3 separate regions of the Macaca mulatta genome follow, and regions 2 and 3 are each linked to region 1. Evidence: chromatin contacts called from public Hi-C data. All regions are on one chromosome and are shown on one strand. The core of a region is the stretch at or near the end of the contact, and the rest is flanking DNA. Distances in the headings are between cores, read along the strand shown.

What was found. A called contact is a pair of places that touch in the nucleus more often than the background predicts.
Region 2: a contact with region 1 is called in a Hi-C map of blood, with 4 times the contacts expected there. The contact joins the promoter of CHMP1B here to the promoter of MPPE1 in region 1. A contact is called at or near these places in 3 of 14 Hi-C or Micro-C datasets (CD4 T cells, blood and fibroblasts).
Region 3: a Hi-C map of liver shows a contact between it and region 1, with 3 times the contacts expected there. The contact joins the promoter of IMPA2 here to the promoter of MPPE1 in region 1. A contact is called at or near these places in 4 of 14 Hi-C or Micro-C datasets (CD4 T cells, blood, fetal cortex germinal zone and 1 more).

Annotation. Positions count from the first base shown.
Region 1 is chr18:81,615,848-81,618,580 of T2T-MMU8v2.0, forward strand. MPPE1 (metallophosphoesterase 1) reads left to right here and starts at 1,355. Exons shown (of 14, transcript XM_077975333.1): 1 at 1,355-1,508.
Region 2 is chr18:81,669,925-81,672,626 of T2T-MMU8v2.0, forward strand. CHMP1B (charged multivesicular body protein 1B) reads right to left here and starts at 1,355. Exons shown (of 1, transcript NM_001194816.2): 1 at 1-1,355. The coding sequence starts at 1,245. The coding sequence ends at 646. All of the region lies in intron 5 of GNAL (G protein subunit alpha L), which reads right to left.
Region 3 is chr18:81,561,142-81,563,841 of T2T-MMU8v2.0, forward strand. IMPA2 (inositol monophosphatase 2) reads right to left here and starts at 1,341. Exons shown (of 8, transcript NM_001258195.1): 1 at 1,076-1,341. The coding sequence starts at 1,171.

The DNA of each region.
Region 1 (2,733 bases), core at 105-2,604:
GTGGTTAGAGTTAAAAGCTTAACTGGGTCTAGTTTCCTTTTGTTAGTCAGAGAGAATACTTTAGAGGTGAGGCTGCAAACAATCCCCGGTGTCATATCAGTGTGTTTATGGAATTAGGCTGTTCCAGTTTCTATTATGTCGAAGTGGTTCACCTGATCATATCAGAAGATATTACAATATTCTTAATAATAACCATTTACCGCATACTAATTGTATACCAGGCATTTTGCTGGCTGTGTCCTAGATAATTCCTCATACCACATCTCCGTGTATTAACCACACTCATAGATTTGTAAAAAATGTACTAGAATTGGCTGGTTGGAAGGCTCTACGTGGATTATTACTCTGAGCTTGTTTACTCCTTGAAATATGGAATAATGGCTCCTGCTTTTAATATACAGGCTTATTTTGAGGATTTTTTGAACGGATGTGAGAGCACTTAGAAAACTGGAACACGCCGTGCTACACCATTAAAATTAGTAACATCAGTGAGAAAAAAGCAAGTGCATAATAAATATTATAGTTATCCTGTTTGTCTCCTTTATTCATCACACACTTCCTAAGCACATCTCTGGAGGGCACTTTCCAAGGCTCCGGGGGAGCCGGAGAGGCCCAGCCTGGTCTGGTGGGTCCTGGAGCGGCAACGCGGCGCGGGAGGGGAACGGTGAGGCACGGCCTGGCTGCCACCGCGCGCGGAGCCCGGGAGCGGCTCGGGGGCCGTCAGCTGCCTGCCTGCCCGGCTCCTCCAGGGCCTGGAGCTCGGACGCGGGATCTGGGGCGGGGACGCGGGCTCGCGGGGAGCAGTGGCCGCCCCCGGCCGCCGCGTGGCTGTGCTCAGAAGCCGGCCCTGGCGTCAGGAGACCGGGCGCGCGGCGTGGGGGCGCGAGTTCCCCTACCCGCCCGTGCGCCCCGTTAGGCCTTTCCTGGGCCCTAACGACAGCTCGCCCGTGCGTCGCCCTCGCAGCTCTCCCGTGTCCCCAAAATGCCTTTCCCGCGCCCCCCGCGCTTCTGCGGCGACTGCCCAGGGTGCTCCGTAATGCCACAGTCGGACAGCCGAGCCTGCCGGGCGCTTCGGGGAGGGCGCTAGGGGCCCGGACGCGGCCGCCGAGCGTAGGTTCCGGCCTTTACTCTCCGCAGCTGCGCACGGAGCCCCAGCTGGGGTTGTCCGCTCTGGGGATCACAGGCCGCGGAGCCCCGGGCGCCACCCGCCGGCCCCTTCAGACAGCCCGCTTCCGCCGCCGGCCGTGGGACGCAGGCGCCGGGCGGACGCGGCGGCTCCGGCAAGACTCTGGCTTCCCACCCGCCTGAGGCCGCTGGGGCGGGGCTGCAGTGACAGTCCCAAGCGCTACCGCGGAAACAGGAAGTTGGTTGGGTGCGCGCCGGCTCGGGCTGCAGGTCCCGGGTCCCTCGGCCACCGCAGCCGCCCTGCCCAGGTGAAAGGGCTCCCGCACCGCTCGGTGCTCCCCATCTGCCTGGCGTTGTGTGCAGAGCTGGAAAGCATGGCTGTTGTATGTATTCTTGCGCCCGTGTGACAACATTTAAACTTCTAAAAACGGAACCTCCTTCCGTTTTAGGATTGCAAGTTAACCTAGGAAAAAACAGCACTCTGCAAATTATTTGCTGGAAAATCTCGATGACTTAGGGCCCATGTATGACTTTGCAGGGGTCTCTCACTCTAGTTTACTGGTGTAGATTTTTTTTAAAAAATCCATCTTATCAAAAAATACCGCTTAAGGTGGAAAATTTCAAATGCAAGTTGCCGTTGATGAGATTGCAATTAATATATTTAGGATAGTGAATTAGAGAAAAACTACAGATCAGTACATTATTTTTTTCATATTTTGGGGGGATTTTTTAACGATAACTTTGAAGTTAAAAATTAAAAGATAGGCTGGGCGCGGTGGCTCAGGCTTGTAATTCCAGCACTCTGGGAGGCCGAAGGGGGAGGATGGCTTGAGCCCAGAAGTTCGAGACCAACCTGGGCAACATAGCAAGACCCCCCCCCCCGCCCTTCCACAACTACAAAAGGTACCAAAAAAAAAAAAAAAAAAAAAGGCCAGGCGTGGTGGCACGCACCTGAAGTCCCTGCTACTCGGAAAGTTGTGGGTGAAAGGATTGCTTGGGCGCGGGAGCGACGCAGCCTGCGGTTGACAAAAAGTCAAACTCTGTAAAATGTTTGAAGGGATTTATTCTGAGCCAAATATGAGTGACCATGGCTGGTGACACAGCCTTTTGGAGACTCTGAGAACATGTACCCAAGGTGGTCGGGGCCCGGTGTGGTTTTATACATTTTAGGGGAGCCATGAGTCATCAGTCAAGTACATGTACGATTAAGATGTACATTGGTTCGGTCCGTAAAGGTGGGACCACTGAGGCGGTGGGGGGGTCGGGGGCTTCCAGGTTATAGGTAGATTGAAAATTTTCTGATTGGCATTTGGTTGAAAGATTTATTATCAATGGAAAGGAATATCTGGGTTACAATAAGAGGCTGTGGAGACTGAGGTTTTATCATGCAGATGAAGCCTCCAGGTTAGTATCCAGCATGTTAAATGCTGGTCTGGTTTTCCTGAATTCCAAAAGGGAGGAGGACAAAATGAGGCAAGTTCCACCCCCACCTCCCATCAGGCCTAAACATGTTTTTCTTAAAACAACCTAAAACAAGATTAACTCTGGAATGCGCTTGGTGGGGGTCCATGCAGATGGTTGAGGGGCCTTAGGATTTCATTTTTGATT
Region 2 (2,702 bases), core at 105-2,604, 54 kb after region 1:
CGCAAAGACAATTATCACATGAAAAATGTATAGAATGTAAGCAGTAAGAGAGCATTATGCAAAAATATCCTAAGGTAATTTCAGTATAAATTATGGGACGAGATTTATTAATAACATACGTTATGAGATCAATTGCAGTCTCACTGTGAAGGCAAAAACAAAAACCAAAACCCAAAGGATAAACAGAAATAGCACAGTCTACCGAATACACTGAATGGTGTTTACCTTTCCCCCCTCTTTAACTTGTATGCACCGCCTGCCATTCTAGATATTACCAATCACACTAAATAATATCAATAATAAAAACCAACCACCTTCAATCTGATCATTCTAGTCAGAAAACTGAATACAGTTTTGACCAGATCTTCGAGAAAGATTCATATACACCAAATTAACTAGTTCTGTTAAAAGGCTGCTATAAAAATACCATCATTACGAGCTATACAGAACTTCAGAACCCAGCTAAGAGTGGAGAAATACTGAATTTCTTAATTTATCTGGAGGGGACGACTGTAAACCCAAAGGTAGAAGAGCATTTCAGCATTCTGGCGTGTTCAGAGTTTCTAGGGTATAGTATCTCTCTGACACACAGAGAGCATTTCGAAGGGTGGCTATGGCCAGGAAACCTCAGAGCGGGTTCTGCCGTCACACTTGATCCCGAAGGCGGGCCAGTCTCTGAGACAGTTCATCCTGCTCCGCCGAAGCCACGCTCGTGCCCACGGAGCCGGTCTGCCCCTGCGGCAGCTCCATGTTGAGGTCGAGGCCCGCCTCGTCTGCCATTTCCTGGAGCAGCATATCCACTTGGTTCTGGGGAGTGGTGAGCGTCGTCGTGCTGCTCATCGTGTCCTCCATTTGCTGCGTCTGGACGTCCAGAGTTTCAAACTGGTGCTCGAATTTGTCCATCAAGGCAGAAATCTTCTCCAGATTCATGGTCTTCAGTGTCGCATCCATTGACTTAACCACACCAGCCATCGACTTGGTCACCTTGCCCATCGTCACCGCCGTCTGGACCCTGGCAGCCACTGCATCGACTCGCGCACTCATTCTTAAGAAATTCACCGCCTGGTTCTTCTGGCGGATGGCATTTTCGGCGTGGATCCTCGCAACTTCCATGTTGCCCTTCTGAATGGCCTTTTTGATTTTGGCCTTTTCGGCCTTTTCCTCCTTATCGCATTTTTTGGCACTCCTGCTCAGTTCTTTGGCCGCGAACTTCAGGTTGAACAGGTGTTTCTCCATGTTGGACATAGTCGGACGGCTCCTTGGGGTCGGCGGCCCGGCTGAGACGTGCGCGGAAGAGACAGAAGGTGAGGTAACTCCGCTCCCGGCCGCCGCTCCTTTGTTTTGGTCCCACTTCCTGTTTCTACCGTGCGCGGCGCAGGTGGTGACGTCAGAGCCCAGCGCCAAAGGCGGGGCCTGCGGGACGGACGGCGCCGGGGGTGGGGCCTGCGGGACGGACGGCGCCGGGGGCCGCGCACGCAGGGGGATTCCGGCCGGACGCTCCGGCGCTGTACGCTCGCTTCCTGCGGTGCGTTCTACCGGGTTTTTAAAGTTCTTAACGTTATTAGTAAATTCACAAAAATTAGTGCCCCCACGCACTTTCTTAGTCATCTACCGAAGCAGACAATCTGTGGAGATCCGCGTGTAAAATTACCCAAGCTCCAAACTTGGCAGGCTTTATAAAGGGTGACTGGCTAGCTGGCTAAAACCCAGCCGAACATCAGCTAGGTCTTCACACGAACGCTTGCTTTATTAGCATGGGTAATTTCCACTTTCTCAGGGGAACTGGAAACCACGGATACATTAAAAACAAAAACATCAAAACAATACATTAAAAACAAACGGGTCACTGACGCGTCTCCATCTTTGACTACGATTTGTGCCGGAGTTCTGTAATACCCTTTTATTGCATGGGTGAAAATAACCTTTAAAACTGTGGCACCACCAAATTTATACTTTGGCTGGAAGTTCAGCTTCTAGGTGAGTTGCCAGCAATTATCATCCAAAAATCGTCCCGTGGCTTAGTAATAAAAAGACCCATCTTTTGCTGACACCATTCTATCTTTTTGATGTTTTATAAATATCCATGGAACTTCACTCACATTTAAGTTTGACAGGCTAAACTGTCATTTTAAATTATGCAGGCAGAGTATGGTGAGATATTAGGACCCACACCCACGGGCATACATCAGAACTGTCACTATGTATTACGCCCTTTAAAAATGCAGGCTTTCAAATGGCAGCAATGTGTGCTGTCACTTTTTAGAAAGCTTCCTCCGATGCAGCAATAATAATGCAAGAAGACCGGATCTGCCCTAATGAGCTAGGCTGAAAATGAACCCTGAGAGCGAATTCTGTTTGGAGATCATTTTAATCCAGCGGCCCACCACCTCGCTTAGCTTTCTGTGATAGCTTGCCAGTCAGTTTCACACCACAAGACCTTCTGAAGACATAGCTCTGATGTTTTCACTTTCTCCAAACCCTGGGCGTGGAGGCTAAACCTGCTGTGCAGCACGCTGGCTCCCTTGCCTTTTGCGCCCCTCTGCCAGTCAAAGCAAACCGCAGCACGGAAGTTGAGCATTATTTGTGTCATTTGGCCAGTGGAGAGAATGTGACTGACGCCCCGTCCTTTGGCTATGCTGTTCCTGTTGCCTGGATTTACTGTCCATGCATCTCTGCCTATTGACACCCTGCCAGTCCTTCAA
Region 3 (2,700 bases), core at 91-2,590, 55 kb before region 1:
CTGTCTCTCAAATCTCCGAAAATAATCACTTTTTTTTTCTTTTTTTGAGACGGAGTTTCGCTATTGTTGCCCAGGCTGGTGTGCAATGGCGCGATCTCAGCTCACTGCAACCTCCACCTCCCAGGATCAAGTGATTCTCCTGCCTCAGCCTCCCAAATAGCTAGGACTAAGGAGCGCGCCACCATGCCCAGCTAATTTTGTATTTTCAGGAGAGACGGGGTTTCACCATGTTGGTCAGGCTGGTCTCAAACTCCTGACCTTAGGTGATCCACCCACCTGGGCCTCCCAAAGTGCTGGGATTACAGGCGTGAGCCACCGCGCCCGGCCCACAATCACCTCCTAAGAGGCAAACATGGAGTAAGCCATCTTACAGTCCTGGGAGAACCAACACTCGCTTGCCTACCAGTACTGACGGTGTGTCAGGCACTGCTGAAGGTACTGAGGAAAGTGGAAGGAACAATCACAAAAATCAAAAAGAGAGGAACTGCAACTCCATTTTAAACCCTGCTCGCTGGTTTTCGGTAGCTCTGCGGCTCGGTTTTCATCCTTCCGGGCAGTGTAACAAGTTCCTCCTGAACTCTTGAGTCCGTGCCCGTCGTGGAGTGGAGCCACTTTCAAGGTGTGGGTCAGAGTAAGTTTGGGTTGAGGATGCTGCAGCCAGGACAATCAAACGGCAGCCCAGCCAGATCAGATCCCCACGCGGCTGGGGCTTACCCCGGGCTGCCTCCCGCGAGCTGAATCCATTCATAGGTCCTTAAAAATCAACAGCCCTGGACGCTAGCCCTGGAGAGATTTCTACATCCTGACCACTCACTCAAACGCAAAGGTCACGTTAGCGGCTCAACTCCAAAGCAGAGGGGCTCGCCGCCAGGGCTCCGGGGGCTGGAGAAGGGCGCGGGAGGTGTGTCCAGGACACCAGCACAAAGGCTCCTTTCACCGCGCCGCTCCCCGCGCCCTCGGGTGCGGACTCCGGGCGCCCGCCGGCTGCGCGCCAGGACCCCGCCACTCCAGGCGGCTCCCAAGGCCCACGCGCTTCTGCTCCGCCCGGAGTTCCGAGCCGAGCCGCGGCGCTCACCTGTCCCGCCCGCAGCGCCAGCTGCACCGCCGCCTGGAAGCACTCCTCCCAGGGGCCGGCCGCCGGCGCCGCCTGGTCCTCGCCGCTCGGCTTCATCGCGGCCTCGCCGGGCCCCTCCACCTCCAGCCCCCCTCGGCGGGACTCCGGCTCCCACCGGATCCCGCCGTCCCGCCGCCAGGCTCCAGACTCCCTCTGCCTGCTCCCGCAGCTCTGCGCCTAGTCCGCCGCCCGTCCCACACCTGCGCTGGCGGGAAGGGCAGCCAGCGGGCCGCGGGAGCCGCGCGTCTTGCTTTCCGCTCCCCGCCCTCCGCCCCGCCCCGCCCCGTGCCGAGCCAGGCCCAGCTCCCTGCCCCGCTCCCCGCCCCGCTCCCCGCCCAGCTCCCCGCTCCCGCGCCCGGCCCCGCTCTGCACTGCCCGCCCCGCCCCCCGCAGAGCCCGGCCCCGCCCCTCTCTTCCCCGCCCCTTGGCGCTCCCGGCCCCGCCCCGCACCCGTTGCCGCTTCTGGCCTCGCCCCGCGCCGTGCCCCGCCCCGTCCTGCACCGCCCCTCCCGCTCCCCTCTGCGCCCCACACCTGGCCCCGCCCCTCGGGCTAGCCTTGAACACAAATCAGTGCCTAGCTCCGCCCCCCTGGTGCGGCCTCACCCTCCCTGCTCGGGGCGGACCCAACCCTGCTCCGCCGTGCCCCGCCCCGCTGCGCGCGGAGTGGGCTCCAAGTCCAACTTCTCTGAGCCTCGAGCCCCGCCTCCCTCAAGTTGAGCCCGGCCCGTGTCCAAGCCCCGCCCCGCCGCCGCGCGCTGAGACAGGCGCCACCTCCGGCTGCTGCTGAACTGTGTCCTGCCGCCGAGGGCGGCCTGGGCCACCGCGGAGCTGGGAGGGAGGGGCTAGGAGCGGCGGTATTGGGGGTCCGGGGCAGCTACTGTCTGGGTGGACCCGTGCGGTGCGGTAAGGTCCCGGCCCAGGAGGTGCCGGGGGCGCGTCCAGCCCGTCGATCCCCGAGCACGTGGCGCCAGGCGTCCCCTCCTGCTGTGTGGCCGGCTTCGGGCTCGAGCGCCTGGGGCGGCCGGGCCAGCACCTTCCGACCGGTCGCTTTTTGTTCGCGGAAGCCGCTGGGCGCCAGGCGTCGTTCTAGGCCTCGCAGGAGCTCAGACCGCCCAGCGCACAAGGCCGCAGTGTTCCCGCAGGGGGCCGCCCCGCGCGGGAGGTTTGGATACAAACAAGCTCTCCCTCCGCTAACCCCAAACACTGCGAGGACAGCGGCTGGGCTTTATAAACTCTTTACACCCAAAACTCGAATTTGGAGACGGAACTGTGATTGCGATGAGCCTCTGTGGTGAGGAATGACCTTTCCAACCTTGGATTCTCTTGCTGGCCCATGTAAACATAAATAGGAGGCATTTCCCGAAAGAGTGGCCGCGTGGTTTCCAAGGTTAATTTCGTAAGCTGCTCTGCCTACCCCTTTTATAAAAGATGCTGACCCACGTAAAATTATTCTGGAGTGCCACTTCGGAGTCTGGGAGAACAATGGCAGTTTGTACAAGAACCTTGATGGGGCATTTTTTACACACTTATCCTAATAATGAAATTAAACGTTTTTAGTTTTTGAGTACTTTATGTCGAAACACCTT